Regions from separate parts of the Mus musculus genome. Here region 2 is linked to region 1. Evidence: chromatin contacts called from public ChIA-PET data. All regions are on one chromosome and are shown on one strand. The core of a region is the stretch at or near the end of the contact, and the rest is flanking DNA. Distances in the headings are between cores, read along the strand shown.

What was found. ChIA-PET counts read pairs in DNA pulled down with a chosen protein or histone mark.
Region 2: an SMC1A ChIA-PET map of the G1E-ER4 cell line shows a contact between it and region 1, with 5 read pairs. The contact joins two enhancer-like sites. A contact is called at or near these places in 2 of 15 datasets of contacts at CTCF or cohesin (the G1E-ER4 cell line and the NIH/3T3 cell line) and 3 of 115 datasets of contacts at active chromatin or transcription factors (embryonic basal ganglia, microglia and trophoblast stem cells).

What each region holds. Positions count from the first base shown.
Region 1 is chr10:21,508,793-21,514,181 of GRCm38.p6, forward strand. No RefSeq gene overlaps it. Among named protein-coding and RNA genes, the nearest start is that of Gm33892, 60 kb to the right of the region's middle. Within about 2 kb of position 2,724, at least 5 of the 459 cell types and tissues checked have an H3K27ac peak or open chromatin away from gene starts, as enhancers often do. A contact at or near this core is called in the G1E-ER4 cell line, where this site is marked.
Region 2 is chr10:21,934,661-21,939,947 of GRCm38.p6, forward strand. All of the region lies in intron 2 of Sgk1 (serum/glucocorticoid regulated kinase 1), which reads left to right. Among named protein-coding and RNA genes, the nearest start is that of Gm46215, 55 kb to the left of the region's middle. Within about 2 kb of position 2,386, at least 86 of the 459 cell types and tissues checked have an H3K27ac peak or open chromatin away from gene starts, as enhancers often do. A contact at or near this core is called in the G1E-ER4 cell line, where this site is marked.

The DNA of each region.
Region 1 (5,389 bases), core at 1,474-3,973:
ACAAAATACCTATGGGAGGAGTTACAGAGACAAAGTGTGGAGCAGAGACTGAAGGAATAACCATCCTGAGACTACCCTACCTGGGGATCCATCCCATACACAACCACCAACCCCAGATACTATTGTGGAAGCCAACAAGAGCTTGCTGACAAGAGCCTAATATAGCTGTGTCCTGAGAGGCTCTGCCAGTGCCAGAAAAATACAGGAGTGGATGCTCACAGCCATCCATTGGACAGAGCACAGGGTCCCCAATGAAGGAGCTATAGAAAGTACCCAGGAGCTGAAAGGGTTTGCAGCCCCATAGGAGGAATGACAATATGAACCAACCAGTACTCCCACAGCTCCTAGGGACTAAACCACCAACCAAAGAGTACACATGGAGGGACCCATGACTCTAGCTGCATATGTAGCAGAGGATGGCCTAGTCAGTCATCAATGGGAGGAGAGGCCCTTGGTCCTGTGAAGGCTCTATGCCTCAGTGTAGGGGAATGCCAGGGCCTGGAAGCAGGAGTAGGTGGGTTGGTGAGCAGAGGGAGGGGTGAGAGAATAGGAGTTTTCAGAAGGGGAAATCAGGAAAGGAGAGAACATTTGAAATGTAAATAAAGAAGATATCTAATAAAAAAAGAAAGAAAGAAAAAACTAAGCAAACAAACCCAAACTGAGTCTAAATAAATGTTAAGGATCTTCACTTTCAGTCCAAGATTGCTCTCTCCTTCTAAAGTAGGGCAAGGAGGAAAATGGCGGGCATGAGTTGTCCTAACCTTTGGGGTCTCTGCAAAGTCCCCTGAGACCACCATTTCCATGTAAACTCAGAGGAAAGGTCTGGCAGTTCCATGTAGGTGGGACAATCAACACTCTCTGCTTCCTCAGAAATGGAAGCTCCGGTGAGGTTTTCGAGTACTGGCTGAAGAGAAGAGGTCTACAGAATGACAGGGCCACAGAGAAGCATATAAGAATGACAGCCATGGCCCAGGCCACTTGCTAGACAACTGCTTCCTCATGCCCACACTGCTGTGCGCTTTATTACAACCCCTTATCTCTGTTCACTTCTCCCACTACATTTTTTGAGGTTAGATTTAAACCTTCGTTTTAAAGTCGCAAAAGACCAGAGCAGAATGATGTCAGCAGGAGACAGGATAGAAGGATCTAGAAATTCCAGTCTTAGCGCTGAATGGCTCTATCAGTTCAGGAAATGGGAGAATGGGCTTTTGCGTAGAGTGGGGTTGCTATACAGTAGGCAGACCAATCAACTAGTTGTTTTGCAGAGCTAATTTGGGAGTGAAAAGCGTGGTGTCTTCATGTGCACGGCTCATGCTCCGACCTTCTCCAGGTCCTAATCCTTTACCTCCTGGTTTTCCTGCAGCTCCAAAACCAAGTAAATCTTTCCCTTTTCCTTTCCAAGTTAGAAATGGAAGCGGTGGGATTTATCATCAGAACTGCTTCAATCCGGATGGATGGTGCTGAGACTGTTTCCTCCAACCGGCACTGCCTGTCTCTTCCTTGTCACCATTTGGAAGCTGCCCTGCCTCGCCATTTTTAGCATCTCTAAGGGGATTAAGGCTCTCAGTTCATTGTCTTCAAACTTCCACAGGAGAGAATCACAAAAATACTTCAGAGCAAGATGCCTGGGAGCTCGGAGCAGACAGAAGCCCCATCACCCTCCGGACGTGCTTTCTAGCCGTCACAGGGCACCCGCACACAGCAGCTGCGTGGCAGCAGATGAAGTACTTAGCTGGACCCCTTCATTTATCAGATTGTCATGAAACCCTCTCAAACATAATGCCAAGTGCCAGTTACAGACGCTGCTTTTCAGAGTGGGCAAACGGAGGCTTCGGGGAGTGTGAGAGAACCCACTCACGCACCATGGTCCACACAGATACTAAGAAGATGATGTTTTAAAGTTGATCAGTATCTCTGGAATATAAAAGTTTCCTTTTCTTCCCTCCTTCCTCTCCCCCTTCTCTTCCTCCTACTTATTCCTGCACTCTGTTTTAACTGAGGCCTTGCAAACACCACACACACATACATACACACAAATGCACACACACATGCATACACACATACACTCACACATACACACATATACACTCACACATACACACATGTATGCACACATACACACACATACATCCATACATACACATACACACATGCATACACACAAACACACATACATGCACATACACACATGCATAGACACATACACAAACATACACAAACACACACACACACACAAATTGGTGGTAATTTGAGTGCCAGTATCTGGCTTTTGAAAAAAGTACATTTTTCTTTAACTTCTACCTTATACCTAGCAAAAGTTCATCAACAGTACCTGAAGGTTTAAAAGGTTGTGAGAAGCCAATAAACCTCCCAACTTGACTACTCCTTCCCCAACAAAACAAGTAATTGTAGCAAAGCTAAAGCAATTTAACTCCAATTATGGAATTTGTTACTGAGCTGCTCCTGATAGCAGGCAGTATAACATTCATTAAAGGGTCAGCAGGATAGGAGCCAGGAGAAACTGCTTTTGGCACCTTCTGGCCATATGCAGTTACCTCTTAGATTCGACTGAATTACAGCATCTTATCTGCAAAATTAAATTTTCTTCTAAAAAGTGAGCAAGGTGAAAAAAAATCGGCCAGTGGAGAAATGAATGCTCCTCTAAGATCAGTCCGCAAATCTGAGCCACACAGAGAGGCCACTGAAGGACTCAAGATAAGCTTATCTGAGGACACTTTCTTCTAGAATTCTGCACACTGCCCCCACAGTTGCTGAAGCATGTCGGGGATGGAGGCTGAGAGCCAGGGGGTTGTTACTAGGCTGTTGATCTCATGGAAACACACGGTGAAGCCCAGTGGGCAGACTAGCCTGCTACAGAACCCAGCGGAGGACAGCTTCCCCTCTGCTGACAAACTAGAGGCAGCAGCCTGCACCCTTGGACACCACTCAAAGTCTAGTCATGTCCCTGTAGCTAGGTACACAGACTAAGTAGCTGTGCATCTAAATAAGCACCAGTTTATGGGGCCGGGGAGACGGCTGACTCCCATGATAAGGTGCTTACCGTGCAAGCTCAAGAACCAGAACTCAATCCCTGCCCCTGGCATGTGTGTAACCCCTGTACCCGTGCTCCTGCACACACTATAAACACGGACACGAGTGCACACTCACAGACGCACACGCACCTTAAAATAAGTGTGTTTATGAGCACTACTGCTTTGAGGATGAAGCATAGCTACCCATCAAGTGCTCAGCATCACAAAGGGTCAGTGATAACAACGAGGAAGAGGAGGAAGGGATGGGGATGACTACAGAACTGGGTACCAGCCAGAGCAAACTTTCCCTTAAACATTGGATGAATTAGACTCTTGCTAAGATCCATCAAAACAAAGTATCAGTCTTCAAACAAAATGTATTTGGATAATATTTAAATTTTCATTTTCATTCTTAACTGTTTTACTTTGGAGGGAGAGAAAACGTTTCATATTTACAGTGTTTCAAATAAAGAGACAGAGAAAACATGTAACAAAACTAGCCTGTGATTTTGGCCTTTGGCTATTATATAAATATATAAAAGCCAATCACACTCTGGGGAGTGGAATGCTACAAAAATGCAAAACCAGTGAAGAGTATTTTCTGCAGCATCATTTTCTGAGAAGCCCCTGAGTGATGGTGGTGGGTAGAGAAACTGAGGCACAGAGAGTATTGAATAAACATACATTCTTCATTCTGGTAGACTTGCAGGGGGCAAAAAGCGACTCTGTGCATATATTTGGGATCATATTAGCAGTTGAACCAAATTCCGCCCCAGTCAGGTGCTGCCCACGTCTCCTTGCCGTTATCAGAACGCTTCGCCTTGCACATTTTGTCCTGGCATCTGAGCACACAGCCGAAATACTGATGCTCAGATAACATGGAGAATAAAATCCGCACGAAGTTAACACGTTAGAACTTTTCCATGAGTAATGTGCTCCCTGAGATAAGCTTTATTGCATAGAAGCGATTAACAAGTTTATGGGCTGAGTAGTTCATGTTCCCCCATGGCCGAGCCCGCTGGGGACTGAGATGGGAAAGACTCTCCTTCACATTCCTTGACTATCTGGTCTGTATCAGATTCGCATATTAGAGAAGATGGTTCCTGGAAACTTCTCTGTCCCCGTCTTGAGACACTGGCCTTTTCTTCTTATGGTCTAAGTCAGCTTATTTTGTAGACCGTTGCCAACTGTATATCATCCCAGAACACCTTTAAGTACCAAAGAAAGCTAAACACAGCAGGTGGATGACGCATGCCAGGCAGACATGGGTCGAGAGGGGATGGTGGTGAAAACAAATTGCTCAGTCTTCCCCATCAAATGTGTGGACTGTGACTCCTCTCCTGGAGTAGGAGAGTGAAATGTCCTATATAGTGTGCGTCAAGGAAGAGCTCTGCTGACTAGAAAGGATTTCATACATCTGTCTAAGTTTTATTTTTCGAAGTTGTAGTGAAACATTTGCATGTGTTTAAAAAAATTACATGAAAATCTTTATCAAACTAACAGCATCCTCTTAATGCATTTATTTACTTAGTACGATTCCTTGGTAATTTGAGCAGATATTTTCAAGGTAGAAATAAATTGTTTTCATTGCTCTTAGGCTATTTATGGTAGTTGTAAGAGAAATGTTTCTCTAGGCCTTTGTCATGACCCTGAAGTCCTAGATCTGTGTGGAAGACCATCATGAACTCATTGACCCTGCCACTCCTGTGAACCTCTTTCCCGTATAGCAACAGCGATGATAAGATGAAGGTGCCGTCTCACAGAGTCGTGGGAAGCCAGAAAGCATCTGTGAGCTGTTATAAAACTCGGCTTAAACAGCGCATTATTCCTCTGACAATACTAACCATAGCTCAGTTATACTTTAAATGGACTTGCCTAGTAAGAACAGGTTTTCCTTCGGGAGCATCCCTTCAAATGTTCAGTTAAATGAAGCCTTTACATCAATGCTTGCATGCAAAGGCCAGCAAAAATGGCTTTCAAATGTGCAGCAACTTTAGTGCGGTAGCCGTTTAAATATAATTGGGATGCATTATCTCAAAACATTAGCGGGTGAGCCACTAGACGCTTGATTATTATTGCTAAAAATGGGTTTCTCTGTATTGAAAAGTATGACTTGAGGTATCAGTGTGATACCAAATGAATTCGGTATCATTACCAAGACGCTCCAAACTTTGACATTTTGGCATAGATAACGTTCTTATTTTACAAAATGAAACTTGCAGTAGGAACCGACAGTTTCCCACAGAAAAGCCAGATAACTGAGTCAAACAGTCTTCATTGCATTTCTCTTCAACAGGTTATGACACACTTGCACTTTCTTAAGTAATCGTCTCAAATCATCATTCAAAGGGCTTTGG
Region 2 (5,287 bases), core at 1,136-3,635, 430 kb after region 1:
CCTAAGATATTTGAGGCTGTGTCTCAAAAGGAAGGCAGGAGTAGGAGGGGTTGGAAATACTGATGTGTCCCAAGGTATATATAGAACTAGGAAAATTAGTTAATACATTATTTTGTATGGGTTTGATTTGTTAGTGGCGGTGGGGTTTCTTTTTTTTGGGGGGGGGGGGAGAAGGGCAGGTAATGAATGTATTTGTATTAAGAGTTATTAAGGCCACAGATAGACAGACAGACAGCAGCGTAGTGGAGGAGTCTGAATACAGTTCAGTGCCTAGCACCAGGGACAGACAGCATGGTAGGGGCTTTGAAAAGAAAAATCAGAGGTGAGAGAGGGGTCTCTCTGAGGTAGACCTGAGGGTAGTCTCACAGCACAAGCCTCTGTCTGGTTCTCTGATTTCCCAGGCAGGGAACAGGACATGTGACCACCAGTATCCTCTTTGATATGCAATCGCTTTCCCAGGTGAGAAATCCTGCTGTCTGGTGTTCTGTTTGCTTGAGACTCACAGACAATGTCTTCTGGTTCTGTCAGTATCTGCAGGATGGGAGAGTATGGGGCCTGAGTGACAGCTAGATCCTAATGGGAGAGTATGGGGCCTGAGAGTATTCTGGCCTGAGTGACAGCTAGATCCTAATGTTACATGCCTACATTTCCAGATTGTGTTTATTCATTAAAAAAAAAAAAAAAAGGAGTAGGTGAATGATTTTAATGGACTAGGAAAAGAGGAGACCCAAAGGAGAGTGTATCCACTTTGTCTAACTTCTAAATTAGCGTGGGATTAGGATGGGGCCTTCCCGTCTACAGCAAATAATCAGATATAGTGGGGAGGCACAGCCTGGTATCTATACTCCTGTGTCTAGGGGATGTTACTGGGTCCAAGCAGCATGCTGGACAGTATTCTGAAGGAAATGAATTAGCATGCCAATTAGCAAGGGTCTATCTGTGGAGTCAAAACAGTTATTAAAAGAATAATCACAAATATAAGTCAGAAAGTTCGTGGAAAGTTTTGAAATTGGTTTGAATTGGAGTTATTGAGAGAAGGGGTGGAGATTGAGTTAATGATAGGCATCAGAGAAGGGAGGTCGTGGGAGAGGCAGACAGTCAAGGTCGTCTTAATAGCGCTGCTATAGACTTCCTTAATAGACGATCCTATTCCATTGTTTAGGAGCAAAAGCGATATGTCATATGCAGAGGAAAGTAATAGCTTTGGCTATTTAAATGGCTAAAATAGACATCTTGCTTAGTCTTGTCAAGTTGACACACCCTGCAGCCATGTGGGAAGAGAGCAAGTCAGGTGAAGAATTGCTTCAGTCACACTGGCCTGTGAGAGACTGTCTTGATTCGTGTGGGAGGACCCTGCCCACTGTGTAAACCATTCCTAGGCAAGAGGGTTCAAGATACATAAGAAAAAGCCATGAAGGTGGCACGTGCCTTTAATCCAGAGGCAGCTGGATCTCTGTGAGTTCGAGGCCAACCTGGTCTACAGAGCGAGTTCCAGGACAGCCAGGGCTACATTGAGAAACCTTGCCTCAACACACACACACACACACACACACACACACACACACGTCAAAAAAGAAAGGGAAAAAAGGATGAAAGGAAGAAGAAAGGGAAGGAAGAAAGGAAAGGAAAAGAAAGGAAAGGAAAGGAAAGGAAAGGAAAGGAAAGGAAAGGAAAGGAAAGGAAAGGAAAGGAAAGGAAAGGAAAGGAAGCTTGGCCTAAGCCAGCACACAAGCCAGTAAGCAGCCTTTCTCCATGGTGTCTGCTCCAGGTTCCTATCTCAGCTCCCTTAGGGATGGACTATTAACTGGAAACATTAGCTGAATCCTTTCCTTCCCGAAGTTGTTTTTGGTCATGGTGTTTACCATAGTTACAGGAAAGCAGACCAGGGACAATTGCTCAATGTAGCTGTGGCTTTGAACCTGTAACATTTTAACTCTCCGTAAGTTAATGGGTTTGAGACACAGTCACATGGGGGCCGGATGGGCCTTGAATTGACTGTGTAGCTAAGGAAGGTTACAACTTCCTGTCCTCTTCCCGCTACCTGCCAAGTGCTGAGGCTAAAGCTATGTGCCTACACACTCCGCTTCTCTCATGTTTACAGACAGATAAAAGAACAGGAAGTGTAAACAACCCTGCCCTGGTGATAACTGCCTCCTCGAGATTAAAATGGATCTGGATGGCAGTCCAAAAGGACTGGCTTTACCTCTATTATCCAAACTTTTAAGATTACATTAATACATTACTTGTGAGTTTGTGGTAAACAGCACAGCTATCAGGAACCCCACCTGTAGAAGGAAACAGTTGCAATTCCATCATACTGGGAGGAGGCCAGGCACGAGACACAGATGGTCTCCCACCATGAAGCCCGTCTACCAGGGCAAAGAAAGTCTCTGGAGAAACTCCCACTCCTACAGCACCCTTACTGTGCTCAGTCTGTCAGGGGCTTGCTCTGGCCGTGGGTCTCAGTGAGGTCCTAGCAATCACAAAATCCAAGGCGCTCATTTTCTCACGCCCTCGTGTCCTCCAGAGCCTTGCAAACACGAGACACAGTTGGTATTCAATGTGATCCTCCCCCCACCCCTTTGCCTTTATTAGTTGAAGCTGAAATTTTGCTCATGCAAACTTTTCTAATACCGAACAAGCGGCTAAGCAAAAACCCTCAGCGGCCCAGGCTGGCTGTAAATCTCCTACATTCCAGCAGCTGCCTGCCAAAGTTCGGGCTGATTCTCATTAAGTCTACCCTCTCATATGGGATAGATTTGGCTGAGTGAGGATTTCCTCAGATTCCAAGACCTCTGTCTGTCTTTCCACTAAGTCGGCTTAGAAAGCGCTGACTCAGCAGGCAAACGCTGTCCCGTGCTTCCCCACCCCCGCCCCCACCCCCCAGGTCTAATGAAGTCATTGTCCTCTCTAAGGAGCCATGCCATGTCACTACCAAACAAAAAAAACTAACATTGAAGTTCTGACAAGATTAAGTGTCAGGTCATGGCCTCCTCCTTATCAGCAGTTTATGAAAGGCATTGGCAAAGACCATATTTAATCAACTAATTAATTAGTTAATTAATTAATCAGACTTCATGCAGTTCGGGGCTGGTGTCTAATTACTGGTGCATGCGCAGTTTCATCTAGCTCCTCCAGGATACCTGTGCTCACAAGTGTCCCTTAGATTCTGTCTCTGTATTACTAAACTCAGGAGCCCAGCAAGTTTGGAAAGGAAAGAGTCTGTCAGGGAAGTTTCCATCTTGGATTGACTTTTATGACATTGTGAGTTTTTTCTGATCTTTCTTCAAAAAATACTATAAAAAAAAAAATACACTAAAATCAGCCAGATGGATTTGGAAGTTTTTGGTTCCCCTTAATTTATATCATATTTTTATGAAGGCTTGTATGGATTTAAAACACACAGACACAGACACATACACACATTTCAAATTTCCCTCTTTGGAAGTTTTCTGCTTTTGATATGACATAAAAGAGTCTCCAAGGAAATGGGGGTCAGGAGAATTCTAAGTTTGTCACCTACAGCTGTCACTGTTCCTCAAGTTTCTACCTCTATTTTTCTTGGCAAAGCCCTATCAGAGTAAATAGAAATTTTGAACACTAACAGAGGAGCAAGCAGCCTGGTCTTGAACTCATTTGTGTAGCTGAGGGTGACCTTGATTTGTGGGTCTTCTGTCTCCACATTCTTAACTCTGGGATTACAGGCATGGCCAGCAAGGCGGGATGTGTATGGAGCTGGAAATGGAACCTAGGGCTTTGTGAATGCCGGCCATTCCAGCAGCCTGCCGTCCAAGTCACAGCCCTCGACCCACCAAGGAGATTATAAGGAGTACTTTTTGAAGAGACATGGCAAATATTTTTAAAATGCCCCTTTAGGTCATGAAAATCCAGGTAACTATTCTTGCCAATGTTTGTTTGTACATAATTGATATAAACAAAACTGGAGAAAAAAATTAACGCCAAAAACTTACAATTCTTTTCTCTAGAAAAGCAGCATTTTAAGATTATTTATTCCAGTTGTAAAAGTAGAAACTCTACTGTTTTTTCTCTGAGGTTTTGTAATTTTTTCCTTTGGTTTACAGTCACCTGAAATGGCCTAAGTACCCACAATTCAAGCACTTCTTTTTGGATAAAAACCAGAAAAGGATTATGTTGCATGTGGACCTTCTGCTCTGAGCCAGTGAGGAGTTGCAGGTTCTACTGCCAGGTTTAATATGTCTTCCAATATAAATCTACCTGGCTGGTACTGTAGCAGTTCTTCTTGACCTTTCCCGTGATTAAAAAACACATGTAGGATTGTTTTATAATCACATTATTGAAAACTTTAAAAGCAATCTAATTGCTTTTGTATATGTATTCTCTCCCTATTTCACATGTATACTTATTTTGCACACAACTGTTTTTATTGTGTATTAATGTAAACTTATCCTTTTCTTCACTTAACCTTTGGCACATTCATATATTACAATATAAATGTGATGATTAGCATTATGGGTAATAGTCTAGCAGCTCTACCAGACGATTACGTTATGTAACCATAGACCCTAGGATTAGCACTTTCTCTTTCTTCCCTTCTTTCTTTCTTCCTTTTCTCTTCTCTTCTCTTCTCTTCTCTTCTCTTCTCTTCTCTTCTTTTTTCTCTTTCTCTTTCTTTTTCTTTTTCCTTTTCCTTTTTTTTTTTTTTTTTGAAAAAGCTTAAAATTATGGGGTGTTTCTCACTTGGAATAATCTTAGGATAAATTGAATCTTTGTATAAGTTCCCAGGAATCTAGTGGTTTGAAGATAATAATGGTGATTCAAAAGCCTTTCCAGACCAATTTTAGAAAGAGCTGAATCAATAAAGAGGTGGTGATGAGGTCAAAACTCCTGCCCACTACAAACATGAACCCACCCCACCAATGCTTCCACTTCTTCCACATCCCAGAAGGGAATGTTTTAATTTTTTGAATGATTCACTTTTGATTTGATTTAATTAAAACAAAACAAAACAAAACAAAAAACAGAACATTGTTCTATGCTCAGTCTGGCATAGAACTTACTACATTGCCTAAACTGGCCTCAAACTCATGCCAATCCTCCTGCCTACATCTCCTAAATGTGTTAGGGTTATAGGTGTGAACCACCACACCTGCCTTTGTATTTTTTTATTATCATAAATTTCAAATATTTCTTTGATTTTAAATTTATTCTGATTCCTTGTAGCAGTTTCTCTGTGTGTGAGTTTTGAATTTACTTTTTTTATTTTTTACTTTAAAAAAGTTTTATTTCATTTTGTTAAGTTTTGACA